3 separate regions of the Sus scrofa genome follow, and regions 1 and 3 are each linked to region 2. The links are chromatin contacts, called in public promoter capture Hi-C maps. All regions are on one chromosome and are shown on one strand. The core of a region is the stretch at or near the end of the contact, and the rest is flanking DNA. Distances in the headings are between cores, read along the strand shown. Region 1 overlaps KAT7 (lysine acetyltransferase 7). Region 2 holds the start of SLC35B1 (solute carrier family 35 member B1). Region 3 holds the start of KAT7 (lysine acetyltransferase 7).

Region 1 (4,634 bases), core at 303-2,802, 110 kb before region 2:
CATGCACTAAGTGGGATTGCTTCAAGAAACCTCCACCTGGAGTTTCTTCCTGTCCCCGCCCCTTTACTCATGCTGGCTCTTCCCAACAGTAAGAAAAACTAACAACAGTTATTCATTTAGAAACAGAAGCCAAACTGTTGGTCACATGGCCAAAGAAAAATTTCTATGATTACGCCTAAAGCAACAGGAATTTGAAGAGGTGTGGGTTAAAGCAGGTTTTTATTTCCTGGAATTTGATTTCTTACAACTCACATAATAGAGATTCTCAAATATTTAGAATGTTTACTTGATGCTCAGATTTATCTAGACCCATTTTGCCCCCACACTATTTCTTGCTTTTTGGCTACTCCACTGATTAGTGCCACTAAATAAAGAAGAAGAAAAAGGGTAAGCAATTCACATCAATAAAAATGCCAGTCTTTCACACGTAAATCCTTATTTTAGTTTATCTCCAGGGGCTACAATCACAGAGCCCAGTCCTTGCTCATCACCCCTCCTCCCCACCAGTCTAGTGCCAGCCTAGTGTGCCAGAGTCTAGAGGCCTTAGCGTGCAGTGGCAGTTCTGGGCCACCACGTACTCCAGAGTTGGAAACACACAAACAAAGCAGTTATCACCAACCTGGGGTGAAGAGTGTTATGATAGAAATCACAGGAAGCCTGGGTTATAGACACTCAGCAGGGGGCAATTCTGAGAAGCAAAGATGGAGGGGGAAAGAAAAAGAGACGCCCTAAAAGGTCTTACAGCTACAATTACCTTGTGACTACGGACATAGAAAAAACGAAGGTCTCCCTGTCTGAAAGACTAACTGCCACCCCTGACCCTTTCCCATCCCTGCCTGCTCCATGGTAGAAATTCCCTGTAACACAAGACTTTTCAGGAGCTCCCACTGTGGGGCAGTGGGTTAAGGATCCGATGTTGCCTCGGTTCAGCTGTAGCTTGGATTTGATCCCCCGGTCCAAGAACTTTGGTATGTCACAGGTGCAGTCAAAAAAAAAAGACACGACTTCTCATTCCATAACTGGGGAAAGAAAAACAGCTTAAAGCTGCAAAATTATCTAGTTAAGTATTATCTGTCAACAATAAGATCAGATTCAAGTGCTTATTCCTATTTTAACAGGAAGAAGACTGTTCAGAAACCAGAAAAACACTAAGCAACTCAAGGGAAAGGCTGACCCAAGGACCCGTTCTATTAATTTCATAATTTGTCTTCCTTCATTCAACATATTCACGAGGCATTTATGGGGTAATTAGCCCATGCTGGTTGCTAGGGATACAAAGGGGAGTTACGGAGACCCGGCTTGTCTAATAAAGTTTATCTAATGAAGTCCATTTATTTTTCTCTAGTTTGAGACACAGAAGAACTGTGGGCAGAAGTAATTCACATCCCATAGAAAAAGCAGAGAAGGACAGGCAGCAAGAAAAAAGACAGGGAGATGAGTACAGGAGGATGTGGTTACAGGTCACTGAGCACCAGCCACGCCAAAGGCTGCTTACCCCACCCTGAAACGTGGCTTTCAATTTCCTGTGCCTTCATCTCATTTCTGTGGACCACTGAGAGATGCTTAGATAGGTGTCAACATCCAGAGATTCTACAGCTTAACGCCACCATGGTCATGGAACTCCCACCCCCCACCCCGACAACTTACCATGTGTCGACGCAGTATTGTTTGACTCTTCATGTATTTTAAACAGAATTCACACATGTAGAGACGTCCCAGTCGTGCATATTCTTCAGGATAGGGAGAATGGTACCACGTATCTAGCTCGTAGCGACCAAAAGCAATTGTTTTAATCATGTTGCTCCCCTCTGTGATTTGGCCTTGCAGCCTCAACTTCTCCTATTGTAGAGAAGAAATCAAGGAAAAGGAGGATTTAGCATTGATCATCTTTGTGGCTGTAAGCTGTGTGCATGCCACCACGCCAGACACTGGAAACAAATAAAAAAGATTTGGCTTCTACCTCATGAGAAACTTGCACTTTTCTGAAGACGACTACAGTGGACTGAATAACCAGGAATGCTTATAGACGATCTACTGTCTACCACTGCCCAGAGCACAGCTCTCAAAAGAGTAGCTAGTCTCTTGTTTCCTACCACGCTTTGGCTCTCATCTCTTGAACATCAGAACAAGTCCTTAGTAAAATTTTCTTTTTCTCAGCCCCAACCAAACTGAACTCTAAAAGGCAATCTACTGCAAATACAAACTCCCTTCTCCTTTACAAATCTTTCTAAAACCAGACAAAAGAGCCTCTAGAATCCTCTAGAAAGCTGCCTAGATCGGCATGACATACACCCACAGTGGCCATCCTCTCAACTCAGGTCCCTTAGAAAAAAAATTTTTTTTACTCTTTTTAGGGCCAAACCCATGGCACATGGAAGTTCCCAGGCTAGGGGTTGAATCAGAGCTGTAGGTGCCGGCCCACGCCACAGCCAAAGCAACGCCAGATCTGAGCTGTGTCTGCAGCCTATACCAACAGCTATGGCAACGCCGGATCCCTAATCCACTGAGTGAGGCCAGGGAATGAACCCCAGTCCTCATGGATATTAGTCGGGTTCATTACCACTGTTACAACGGGAACTACTAAAAAATATTTTTGAAACATGGATGATGCTTTAATTCTGAAATCTAAAGCGAGGAAAAGTAGAAGATGTTTGGGTACCTGTCCCCACTCAGTGGCTATGAGCTGGCTACAGAAATAATTTTGAAGAATAACCGGGTGGTGAGTTGTGAAAAGCTGGCCTAGGAAATGCTCTGCAGGAGAGAGAAAACCAGCAACAGCCTGACCAAGGGCAGCTATCAAACCCTGCCTCCCAAAACACTTTTAACAAGTCTATTCGAGTTTTTTTTTTTTCTTTTAGGGCCACACCCAAGACATACAGAAGTTCCCAGGCTATGGGTCGAATCAGAGAGCTACTGCCAGCCTACACCACAGCCATAGCAATGTGGGATCCAAGCCACATCTGCAACCTACACCACACCTCACGGCAACGCCAGATCCTTAATCCACTGAGCAAGGCCAGGGACTGAACCTGTATCCTCATGGATACTGGTGGGGTTTGTTAACCACTGAGCCACAACGGGAACTCCCAGATTTTTTTTTTTTTTAAAGGAAGATGAAATTCACTTTACAAACTAAGTTTCCCTGAACACATTTAATTGATTAAATCAGAGGTAAACTAAATCACGATTTCCTGAGATCAAAGTTGTTGAAAATTCTGCCTAGGGAGTCAAAATTAAGTAATTATAAATAAAAATCAGAAGAGAAACCATCTTAATGTATGAAATTTGGCTGTGTCAAAGAATAATTCTACAATATCTGAGTTCCCGTGTGGCACAGCAGGTTAAGTATCTGGTGTTGTCACTGCAACGCTTGGGTCACTGCTGTGGCTCGGGTTTGTTCCCTGGCCTAGGAACTTCTGCAAAAAGAAAAAGAAAGAAAAGATCTGACGCAGGAGTGGATAAAGAAGATGTGGTACATATACACAATGGAATATTACTCAGCCATTAAAAAAAAAATCCGGCGTTTGCAGCGACAGGGACCTAGAAATCATCCTGCTTAAGTGAAGTTAGGCAGTGAGGCACAACGTCATATGCTATCACCTACATGTGGAATCTGAAAAAAGGACACAATGAACTTCTTTACAGAACAGATACTGACTCACAGACTTTGAAAAACTTATGGTTTCCAAAGGAGAGAAGTTGGGGCGTGGGGGGATGCGCTGGGGGTATGGGATAGAAATGCTATAAAATTAGGTTGTGATGATCACTGTACAACTATAAATGTAATAAAATTCATTAAAAAAAGAAAATATCCAACGACAAGCTCTTTTATTATCCCTCTTCACCGTTCTTTTTATTCCTTTATAGCTGTAAGGAAGGGCTGAGGCAAACCTGCAAAGGGAGTTCCCAGTCCAGAGGTTCCCAGTCTAGAGTTGCAATTCTACCCAACCCAATTCTGCAATCAGAATTGCAAACTACCCAACTAAGACAAAGGGGCACCTATTGTTTTATCAACCACCTCCAACCTTCCAGGAGTAGAGGAGGGAAGGGAAAACTTTTGAGATGAGGCAAGGGAGGAGGGGTAATTAATTTTAAATATGAATGGGAAGGAAGAGAGCCTTCAAATAAGGATAGCTGGGGGAAGGGGAAAGAGTCAAGCAGCAAGGTACATTTAATCCCCATCAAACCCATCAAAATGACACTGATCCGTTTTTCTTGGCAGGTCCAAATGCCCCTCGCAAGGGGTCCTCGGCTCGGAAGTTTGAATACTCACCAAATCCTCTGAAGCCCGGGCTTGCGCTCTTCGGAAAAGATCCAAGTCATACTCGCTAGTCAGGTTTTCCAAGAGAGGTTCCCGAGTGTTCCCATAGGTCTGCCTGTGTTCCTAGGAGAATAACCAGAGCGTGATACTCTCTACCTCTAAGAACTTCATCTACGGCATTTCAACGGATACCAACCAGAGGGCCAAGAACAACCACGAATTGTTTATTTAGTGCCTACTATTTGCCAGGCATTTATACTAGGCACTAGGGACTGTGTACACAACATACTACTTATCAGACAGGTTAATTCCAGGAGACACTCACTGCCCACCCTAGTGAATCTGGAAAGGCAATGCTCGTATAAGCTCTCTG
Region 2 (4,525 bases), core at 1,708-4,207:
CCACCTCTCTCACTGGGTGGAAAAACGCACCCCGAAGGCCTCGGGTCCCCCACCCCTGGGTCTGAGTCCAAGTGACTGCGTCCGGGGCCCTTGTCTTTATCATGGAGCAAGCTGGCCATGATGGAAGGAGGGGGGACCCCCCCACACACATTTCCTTGCCTCTCCTCCCCAGACACAGCAGGGGGGACCGGAAGGCAGATACCCCGTCCTCTCAGCCCCCAGCCCCACGCCTCCCTCTCATTGGAGGAGCTGACCAAAGCAGCCCTAAAGGGCCAGAACACTTGACCAATCCAGCTGCTGGCAGAGGGGGAACCAAGCGTTTTTCCTAAGTGGCATTTTCATCTCGCTTTCACCCTACAATTGTCTTAAGCAGCAGCCCAGCCTGCCCAGCCCCAGGTGGGTCTTGGGGGAGGGGGAGAGCTGGCATTCCTCCAGGTGGCAAGTGGCGACTCTCGACCCTCCACCTGCCCCAGGACTGGGTTGGATTAGAAAAATGCCTATTTTTCTTGTATCGATGTAGAAACTCTATTTTCTCCCAAAGACACTATTTTTGCAGCTGTTTGAAGTTTGTATATTTTCCGTACTGCAGAGCTTACACAAAATTGAAGAAGAATGTTGATGTTCAGGTTTTATTATCCTGTGTTTAGAAGTTTTTTTTTTGTTTTTTTTTTTTGTTTTTGTTTTTTTGCCGATCTTGGTGTTAATAGACCAAATAAATAAGTATTCCCAGCAGCTTGAGGTCCTGCTAAATATTTTGGGGGGAGGGAGCGGGATGTAGATTGAGGGCATCATATGAATATCACTTCATCCTTGCCTTCGAGAGAAGCCTTAACACTTAATGTTGGGTGGCTGGATCCAGAGTCTCTGTTCGTGGGACACCGGGCTTGCATTTTTCTACATGGACATAGAAACAGTGGGTCTGGGGAAAGGCTGTCCAGAATGAGGAATATGGTGGAAGAGCAGTGAAGGAGTTGGTGGGGGAAGTCATCCATTCTTGGGTGAGCCTGGAAAAGCGCCCTGGGGAGAGTGGATTTCAGCAGGGAAATGAGGGTGACCAACGGGAGACAGTTCGACAGTGTGTGTGTGTTGCTTGCATCAGCAAAGGAAACAAGACCAGGGAATGACATTCAGATTGAATCTTGGGGCACAGTTTTAGGAAAGCTTTAGCTCCTTTGGAGCATCCTTTTCATGTTATATTAGTGAGTACCCACAACACAAAGAGTAGAAGAAACTGTTCCTGTCCTTTTGCAGCCTCTCAGCTTTATAGGACTTTTTTTCCCCCTTCCTGTGTGTTTTTGTCTTGCTTTTTATGGTCCATGATGCTAGCTGAAGTTGTCAGTACAATGAAACCAAACTGATGGGACCAGAGCAGGTAACCATACCTTTAAGAGCTCTCAGGCTTTTGGGAAAAATGAGAATAACTATGCAATTTGCAAAGCATTTTCACAAAAGACACATTATCCTCATTGTGTGGGTCAAAGTTGACTACCCCAAAGGCAGGCATAGCTATCATTGAATCTATCTCATAAAACCTCAAAACAAACTCTTAAGCCAGGCTATCCCAACTACCAAGCCTTGGCTAGATAAGCATCAGACACACTGTAAAATGCTTTACATAAAACGTCATTGAACTATCACAGCTTCCCAATGTGATAAATCCCACTGTACTAATGAAAGAAGGACCCCCCCCCCCAAATTGAATAATTTCTCTCCCCCAAACAGATACAAAGCAAGGGAGCTAGGACTGGGAACCAGATCATTTGAATCCAGTGCCCATGCTTCTAGCCACAGTGCCCTCCCGCTTGTTGTTATATTTCCATTAATTGCAGATGAGGAAACTTGACTCAGAGGTCAAGTGAATTGTTTGAGGTCCCAGGTGGTAAAGAGGCAGAGCTGGGACTGGAACCCCAGCTCGGTGCCCCGGAATTGTCGGCTAATACAATAGAGTAAGCCACTGCATAAGACAGCAAACGTGGGGGTCCCTCTCCCTAAGATAAAGGAGATAGAGAGTTGGGGACAGACCGTATCTTCTACTTCTTACCCCTCCCCGAAAGATGTTGGCCTACCCCCAGAGTCTTAGTGAGTCAGGCCCAGAGTGATGGGTGTGGTGCTGCCCCGAGTTTCCTTCCTTTGACTGAGGCTGTGCCAAAGGAGTAAGTAGGCTGCTAGAAGGGGAGAAAGAGCAGCCCAGAGTTCAATGATTAAGGTGGGGCTGGAGGGGGGTAGTGGCAAGTCCTGGGGTCAGTCCGCCCTAGCTCTTGGTGTCAGCCCCTAGAGGCCCAACACTTAGATGAGGGTGGGCCCCAACAAGGAGCTCATTAATGCGGGAGGGTTTGCTCCATTGTGGGTGACTTGAAAAGACCTTGAAGAAAATCCACTTCAGTAAGCTTCCATTTCCACCTCCAGGATGTGAGAGATCAGAGTTGAGAAAGTAATGACTAATAAATACCTTAAACGTGCACAGCACACTTTGCAGTTTATAAAACACTTTCACCAACCTCTGCTCATTTGATTCTCAGAACAGTCAAGAAGCGACAAGGTGGCTATTACTAATTATCCCATAGACTATATATAGACCAGGAAAACCGTGGCTCGGAATTTAGGTGACATGCGTAAGTTACCCTGCCTTTAAGTGACAGAGCTGAGACAGGCCCTTGGAAGCCTAGCGATGTGCCTAGAACGCTCCCCGAAGCCAGGCCTTGAACGCTCTGCTGGTAAAGGGCTTAGAGTCGGGGGCGCTGGGCAGCAGCTAGGGGGCGCTAAGGCTCCATTGAGCGTTTCAGGGCGTTAGGACCCAGCAGAAGCCTGACAGCAGACCGGGGAAAAAAAAGACTGTAGATTTGCCCGGCCGGCGTACTCCTCCTTCCCGCCCACCTGTCTGTTTTCTCACGGTGCAGCCAATTGGTTACCTCCACATCCCTCTACGTCATCATTCCACGCCCGCGTACCTCCTAGGCCTTCCCGTCTAGCTCCGTGTCGAAGTTGTCCTCGGAGTTGCCTGATCGGAAAGTCTCGAGAGCAAGGCGTTACCCTCGGGGTATTTGGCTCGCTTGGCCACCCGGGACAAGGACAAAGCCCCAGGGCGGGTCTCCTTTCCTTAGAAGCGGGTGCTGGGTTCTGAGGAGTTTCCTCCTAGTCAGACCTGAGCTGGCAGTTCTAGCGGTAGCCGCTGGGGCCCTACTGGGCAGCGGTCGCATGCAGCTCCTATGAGGGCCCTGTCGCCGGTCGGCGATGTCCGGCTGGACCTGTCGCCGCCGCCGCCGCTGCCGGCTGTGAGCGGGTCTCCGGTCGGGTCGTCCGGGCGTCTCATGGCCGCTAGCAGCTCCCTGGTGCCCGACCGGCTGCGCCTGCCGCTGTGTTTCCTCGGCGTCTTTGTCTGCTATTTCTACTATGGGATACTGCAGGAAAAGATGTAAGCTGATACCCCGGGTCGGAACGCAGACACCCCCGTCCCATCCTGCTTCATCTCCCCAGCCTGTGGTCGGGTTCGCGGTCCTCCCACCCCTGCTCCCTCCCTTCTCAGCATCCTGACACCTTTGCAGTTGCGGCTAGACCTCCCCAGATTTCCAAAACGCGAAAGCTGGTCTCTGGATTCTCGGGAGCTGATTATTTTTCTTCCCTTAATTGCTATTTTTCTTCCCTTAATTGCTTTTTTTCTTGTTTGGTCTAAGGAGCTGGGTTTTACAGGCTTAGGTTTCCACGACCTGTGCCGGCCCCTCTTTGGAACTCCCAGATGCTTGCAGAGAGCTGATTCCTTTGCCCTCGGCCTTGCTGCTGTAGCTCATCCCTTTTTCTGTTGCCTGGGGTACTTCCTTTCACCAACTAGTTGTTCGTGTTTTCCTTTAGCTCTGTCCTTTACGGATATTTTTCTTGTAGACCTTGGGATTCGCAGCCTGAAATGTCATTTCTAGATCCAATAAAATCAGTTCTTACTGTAAATGAGCCTGGCAATCCATACCAAACTCTCTCTACATCTGGCAGGATAGTTTCAAGAGTTCAGAGGCTCTGGATTAGTAGATGACACTGAGAGAAGTGTACTAATTCCTCCCCTCTTTCTCATGCATTTCATTCTTAGAACAAGAGGAAAGTATGGGGAGGGAGCCAAGCAGGAGACGTTCACTTTTGCCTTAACTTTGGTCTTCATCCAGTGTGTGATCAATGCTGTGTTTGCCAAGATCTGTGAGTACCTAGTAATCCGTTGTGTGCCCCGCTCCCGTGGTATCCTAGGCTTTAGGCAGAGGCCCAGCCTTAAGGTCTAATTCTTAAGACTCTCGGCCCCTTTAGCACTGAAACAGCCTCTCTGTTCGATCTATAAAACTAGTGGCTTTGGAAAAGGGTGAAACCCCATTTCTTTAAATCAAGTCACATTTCTCAGAACTGTGAAGAGGATGGGTCTTCTGTGTTTCAGATCCCCATGAGAACATTTTATCCTTTTTTCTTTGTCCTTTTGATTTTCCTTTGTGTGTCAGCTTCAAGCACATTTTGAGCTTTCTTTGTTCCTTGGGTGCTCGCAAGGCTGACTGGT
Region 3 (4,612 bases), core at 1,359-3,858, 82 kb before region 2:
ACTGATTCAAAATATCATGGTCTATAACTCTGATCTCAAACTTAGGGAGAAAAATAGTAATTCTTCTTACTTATGTCATCTCCCTTTGAAGTTTCTCCACATGTACCCCAAAAGTGCTTTTAAAAAGGGGGGAGGGAGTGGTTTGCAAACGAAGACACATGGGTATGCAAAAACAGAAGGTTTTTTAAAATCACCTTTACAGTTAATATTATTTGTCAATTATCAGCCTCCAGAGACACAATTAACCATAAAGATAACTTTTATCAATTAAGCATTAAACACTTGTTTGAAAAAACAGAAGTTTTTCTCCCATTTTGCAGCATGCTCATACAGCAGTAACCAAATTGGCACAATTTAAGTGCTCAAAGTATGTTACATTTTCTCCCTCAACTTATTATCACCTATTGATCATCAGCTTTCTGTATTAAATTCCAACTTTCTTTCCTTCCCAGGGAATCCTAGAGCAAAGCCAGAAGGGTTGGGGTACCCTCCTATGCTAACACCATACCCTTTATTAAACCATAAAGAGGAGTTCCCACTGTGGTGCAGAGGAAACGAATCCGACTAGGAACCATGAGGTTGCAGGTTAAGGATCTGGCATTGCTGTGAGTTGTGGTGTAGCTCTCAGATGTGGCTCAGAACCTGCGTTGCTGTGGCTGTGGCGTAGGCCAGCAGGTGTAGCTCTGATTTGATGCCTAGCCTGGGAACCTCTGTATGCCACAGATGCACCCCTAAAAAAAAAAGCAAAAAAAATTTTAAACCATAAAGAGAGATGCATTTGCTTAAAAAAAACATACAAGAAGCAAAAACAAACAAAAAGCCCCCTTAGGATCAGATGTGTTTAGAATTCATAATTTTTTAGAAAGGAATAGTCTGCATACATCCTGCAAATAACACCCTTTCTGCAGCAAAATATATGTACAATCACACTAAATGAGACACAAAAACTGTAAATAGCCTCAGAACAGTTTAGAACAGGTTCTGCCAAGAAATAAGTTACTAAAAAACACACATTTTCAAGAACTCTTTGTACTTGGGGATTGCAAAAAGGAGACTGTGGGCCTATTCCAAGACACCAGTACTATTTGGTGAGCCTTAACATAAATACCACCTATCAATGTAGGTCATTTTGGAGACATTAAAAAATGTAAATATTTGAAAGCCTCTGTGAAGAGAAAGATTTCTGCAGAAATGAGCAAGACCACCACCCAGCGTTCCAAATATTTCAAGGATAATCTGCCAGGAAATGAGTGGAGGATCCACAGAGAATCACCAAAAATTAAGATGAAAGGGGAGTCTTAAAGGTCATCCAATCCAATTACCCAGCTATTTGAATCCCTAATCATCTCTGCCCATCCCTTCCTGGCATGACCCTGGAGCTCAGCTCTCCTCTACTGCTTTCACCAACTACTTCCCATCTTACTCCAGAGCAGATTAAATTGCTCCACTTCCCTCCCATTAATCTTTATTACTGCCAAGTAGAGAATTTACTAAACCCTTCTACAGTTATTTAAATGTCTGTTTTCCTCTCAGACTCTGATTCCTTAAGCCAGTGATCATGTCTAATTAATTTTCGAGTCCTCGGCAACCAGCACATAGCGAAGAGTCAATAAACGTTTGTTGAACTGAATTAGATTTGTCCTGTAGTCCAGGCTCTGTCATTGCCTAATTGAGTGGCTTGGGGCACTCCCTTAAGCCTCTGCTTAGCTGAGAAAAGGGATGGGGGTGTCCCTAGATGACATCGTCAAGTCCCATTTAATTCTAGGAAGTTTCCGATTTACGAACTTCATTTTCTAGGCGCTGTCCAACTAAGCACATAAGGGAAAACCGCAGCTTAGGTGCAACAGGCCTGGAAGGGATCCCTCGGGAGTGGGCGCTGCTTCTCTACCACCCAGTCCTCTGCTTTGTTGTGTCCTCCGCGGGGAAAGGAAGGATACTCCCCAAACCCCGCCTCTCCTCCTATGAGCATCACCATACGGATGGGAGGGGACTCGTGCCACCCAATCGCGGTCCCGCTAAACCGCGCCCCCACAGGACAGACTGCCAAGCCCCGCCAATCAAGAGAAGAGGGATCGTTCTCTACATCCAGTCGGAGAGCGGTAGAGCCGGGCCTAGACACCGCCCCCACACGCGGGGAGGTGACCGTTGGGCCCAAATGGGCGGTGTCGCCAGCCAATCAACATGCTTCTAGACGTTTCAGCGACCAATTGCCGAGAAGAACGCCTCCGAGCCAGGCAAGCAGAGGGCGGGAATAGGTGCAAGCATAGGCCGAGGCCACAGTCGGGCCCACATTTTTCTGTTGGGTATGGACAGAAGCGAGGGTTGCTGAGCTAGGTTCAGGGAAGCGGGAAGTTGGAACCCAACCACTGTGAGGCGTGGCCAACTGCGTCACTCTTCTCAATCGACTGCCCTTTAGAAACCCGCCATCCCTCCTGTCCCGTTCCTCTCACCTTCCTTCGCGGCATTGCCGGCGGCTGCGGCCCGACGGTTCCGATTCGGGCAGCGGCGGCAGCAGCAGTGGGAACGGTGGCTCCGGCGGGCTCCGTGGCGGCCTCTGTAGCAGTCCCAATCCTGCGGACGATCCCAAGTGCCTCCTGCTTCACAGCGTCTAGACCTTTCTGCGCAGGCGCCGCGGGCTGAGGCGCTTTTTCCTCCACTTCCGGCTGAGGCTTGCGTCACCTGACGTTAGGGCCAGAGAGGATTCTGGGAGGTTTCCCCCTCCGGTGAGGCTAGCGGGAGCCATTTTGGAATTGGGCAGAAAGTGGCAGCGACAGTGGAAACTGGGGCCCGCCATTTTTAGTTAGGGGAATGGCATCCTCTGTAGGCGTGGGTAGCCATTCCTGTTTGGGGCAGAAGCCTGACAGTTGAAGTTAACAGTTCTCATCTTTACAATGGGCAAAATTTCCCTTCCCTTTGGTTTTAATTTCTGAAGTCGAGGAAAGAAAGCCCCAGAATCCATCAGGTTGCTGAGGTTTAACCCCTTAGTCGCCGAATTGGCTAAAGGACGTTTCCCTTTATCACATAAACTCAAAATTGGGAAGGGCTATTTTGCACAAGAAACTATTTTAAGAGCCATTCGGTGTCTCACAGTGCTGGGAATGGGGGCTTGTGAAAGGACAGAAAGAAGGTAGCGTCCTTCATGAAGAAGTTTCTTGTCTGGTAGAGGAGACATTGTCCTTGCCTTTAGCGAACCGCAAGTATGTTGATCCGTTCACTCGCGAAAGGAGACACAACCATTCTCCAGAAACTGTTGCTCCAAAGAATTACCAGTTTAGCTCTGTGGTGAGCACACCCACTTCGTCCCCTCATCCTGTATGGGTTTGAGAGCCTTGGGTGGCCCTCGGGATGAGTGTGTGTGTGTGTGTGTGCGCGCGTGCGCGGTACCAGAGTTGGAAAAGCATTGAACCCCATTAGCCCAAGTGACCTCTCGAAATCCAGACGCTTGAGTCAGGAGTTGGAGGAAGAGGAAGGAATATTTTTAGTAAAGCTGGAGCTCAGAAAGGCATTGATGTTAGCTGCCTAGAAAGGAGAAGTTGGTGGAAGATGTAAGGTTGGCAGAAGAGCGGTAAGAAAAGGCTGAGAAGTGAACAGCAAGCGTTGAGGATTTAACCTCGCTGGGAGAAAAGCCTTGTGTGGAGTAAAGCTTTGCCCAGAGACTGGGAGGAAAAAAAAAAAAAAAAAATCCAAGAGTCATTAAGTTAGGATCCTGGAGCCCGTTTCACCTGAGGCTAGCTAAGATGGAGATTTCCCCCTGGAGCTGAACTAAAGAACAAAGCAGCAGAAGGTAAACATCTGATTGTTGTGCTAAGCAGAGGACTCAGAAGGATTAGAGTTCCAGACCCTTATTTAGCACTCTCCTTGGGTGTATCCTGGGCTGGTAATAACACAGGCAGCTGTTAGTATTTAGGTTTTAATGTTTACCATAAACACCTTTAAATGGCCTACTTAGGTTGAACTGCACAAAAGAACTTATTTAATTTCACACTATTACTGTTATTTTGCACCTACTCGGGTGTTCCCAAGGTTACTCTTGGGTGTTCTGGCTCCCCAACTACTGGTAAAGAGCACTTATGTTAAGACCATATCTCGGGAGTTCCCGTTGTGGCCCAGTGGTAACAAACCCGACTGGTATCCATGAGGATGTGGGTTCCATCCCTGGCCTCAGTGGGTTAAGTATCTGGCATGGCCATGAGTTGTGGTGTAGGTCCCAGATGTGGAACTTCCATGTTCAAACTTCCATATGCTGTGCGTGCGGCCCTAAAAATAAAGTAAAACGAAACAACAACAAAAAAAGCGTATCTCTCTTCTTTTATACCATCCTTAATGGCAGCCAGACTGTGCTCTACCCATAGTAAATTCTTGTTCCTCAATCAAAATATGTTTACTGTTTCACACTGTCAGAATGTCTAGCCCTCAAAGATGGTGAAGTATCCCTCCCTGGGAATTAGCATATGAGAATAAAATCTTATCCTGACTTAGCCATTCATCATACAAATACCAACATTACAAATGTTCCACATTAATCCCTCGCACTGCATTTTCAAACACTGCAGCTAACACCGAAAGAGTTTACAGTTTCATTGAGACATGCCTTGTCCTTGAAGAGCATACC

Evidence for each region. Promoter capture Hi-C pulls out the DNA fragments that hold promoters and counts their contacts.
Region 1: a promoter capture Hi-C map of fetal liver shows a contact between it and region 2, with 4 times the contacts expected there. The contact joins the enhancer-like site here to the promoter of SLC35B1 in region 2. A contact is called at or near these places in 2 of 5 promoter capture datasets (fetal liver and fetal skeletal muscle), 4 of 47 Hi-C or Micro-C datasets (blood, embryonic fibroblasts, heart right ventricle and 1 more) and 2 of 2 datasets of contacts at active chromatin or transcription factors (alveolar macrophages and skeletal muscle).
Region 3: a promoter capture Hi-C map of liver shows a contact between it and region 2, with 2.8 times the contacts expected there. The contact joins the promoter of KAT7 here to the promoter of SLC35B1 in region 2. A contact is called at or near these places in 1 of 5 promoter capture datasets (liver), 21 of 47 Hi-C or Micro-C datasets (adipose tissue, blood, brain and 12 more) and 2 of 2 datasets of contacts at active chromatin or transcription factors (alveolar macrophages and skeletal muscle).

The regions. Positions count from the first base shown.
Region 1 is chr12:25,991,854-25,996,487 of Sscrofa11.1, reverse strand. KAT7 (lysine acetyltransferase 7) reads right to left here. Exons shown (of 15, transcript NM_001195359.1): 8 at 4,274-4,384; 9 at 1,648-1,839. Among named protein-coding and RNA genes, the nearest start is that of KAT7, 23 kb to the right of the region's middle. Within about 2 kb of position 1,552, at least 7 of the 83 cell types and tissues checked have an H3K27ac peak or open chromatin away from gene starts, as enhancers often do.
Region 2 is chr12:25,886,978-25,891,502 of Sscrofa11.1, reverse strand. SLC35B1 (solute carrier family 35 member B1) reads left to right here and starts at 2,957. Exons shown (of 9, transcript XM_021067140.1): 1 at 2,957-3,412; 2 at 4,076-4,179. The coding sequence starts at 3,207. It overlaps FAM117A (protein FAM117A), which reads left to right. Exons shown (of 8, transcript XM_003358095.5): 8 at 1-632.
Region 3 is chr12:25,968,972-25,973,583 of Sscrofa11.1, reverse strand. It overlaps KAT7 (lysine acetyltransferase 7), which reads right to left and starts at 2,608. Exons shown (of 15, transcript NM_001195359.1): 1 at 2,451-2,608. The coding sequence starts at 2,465.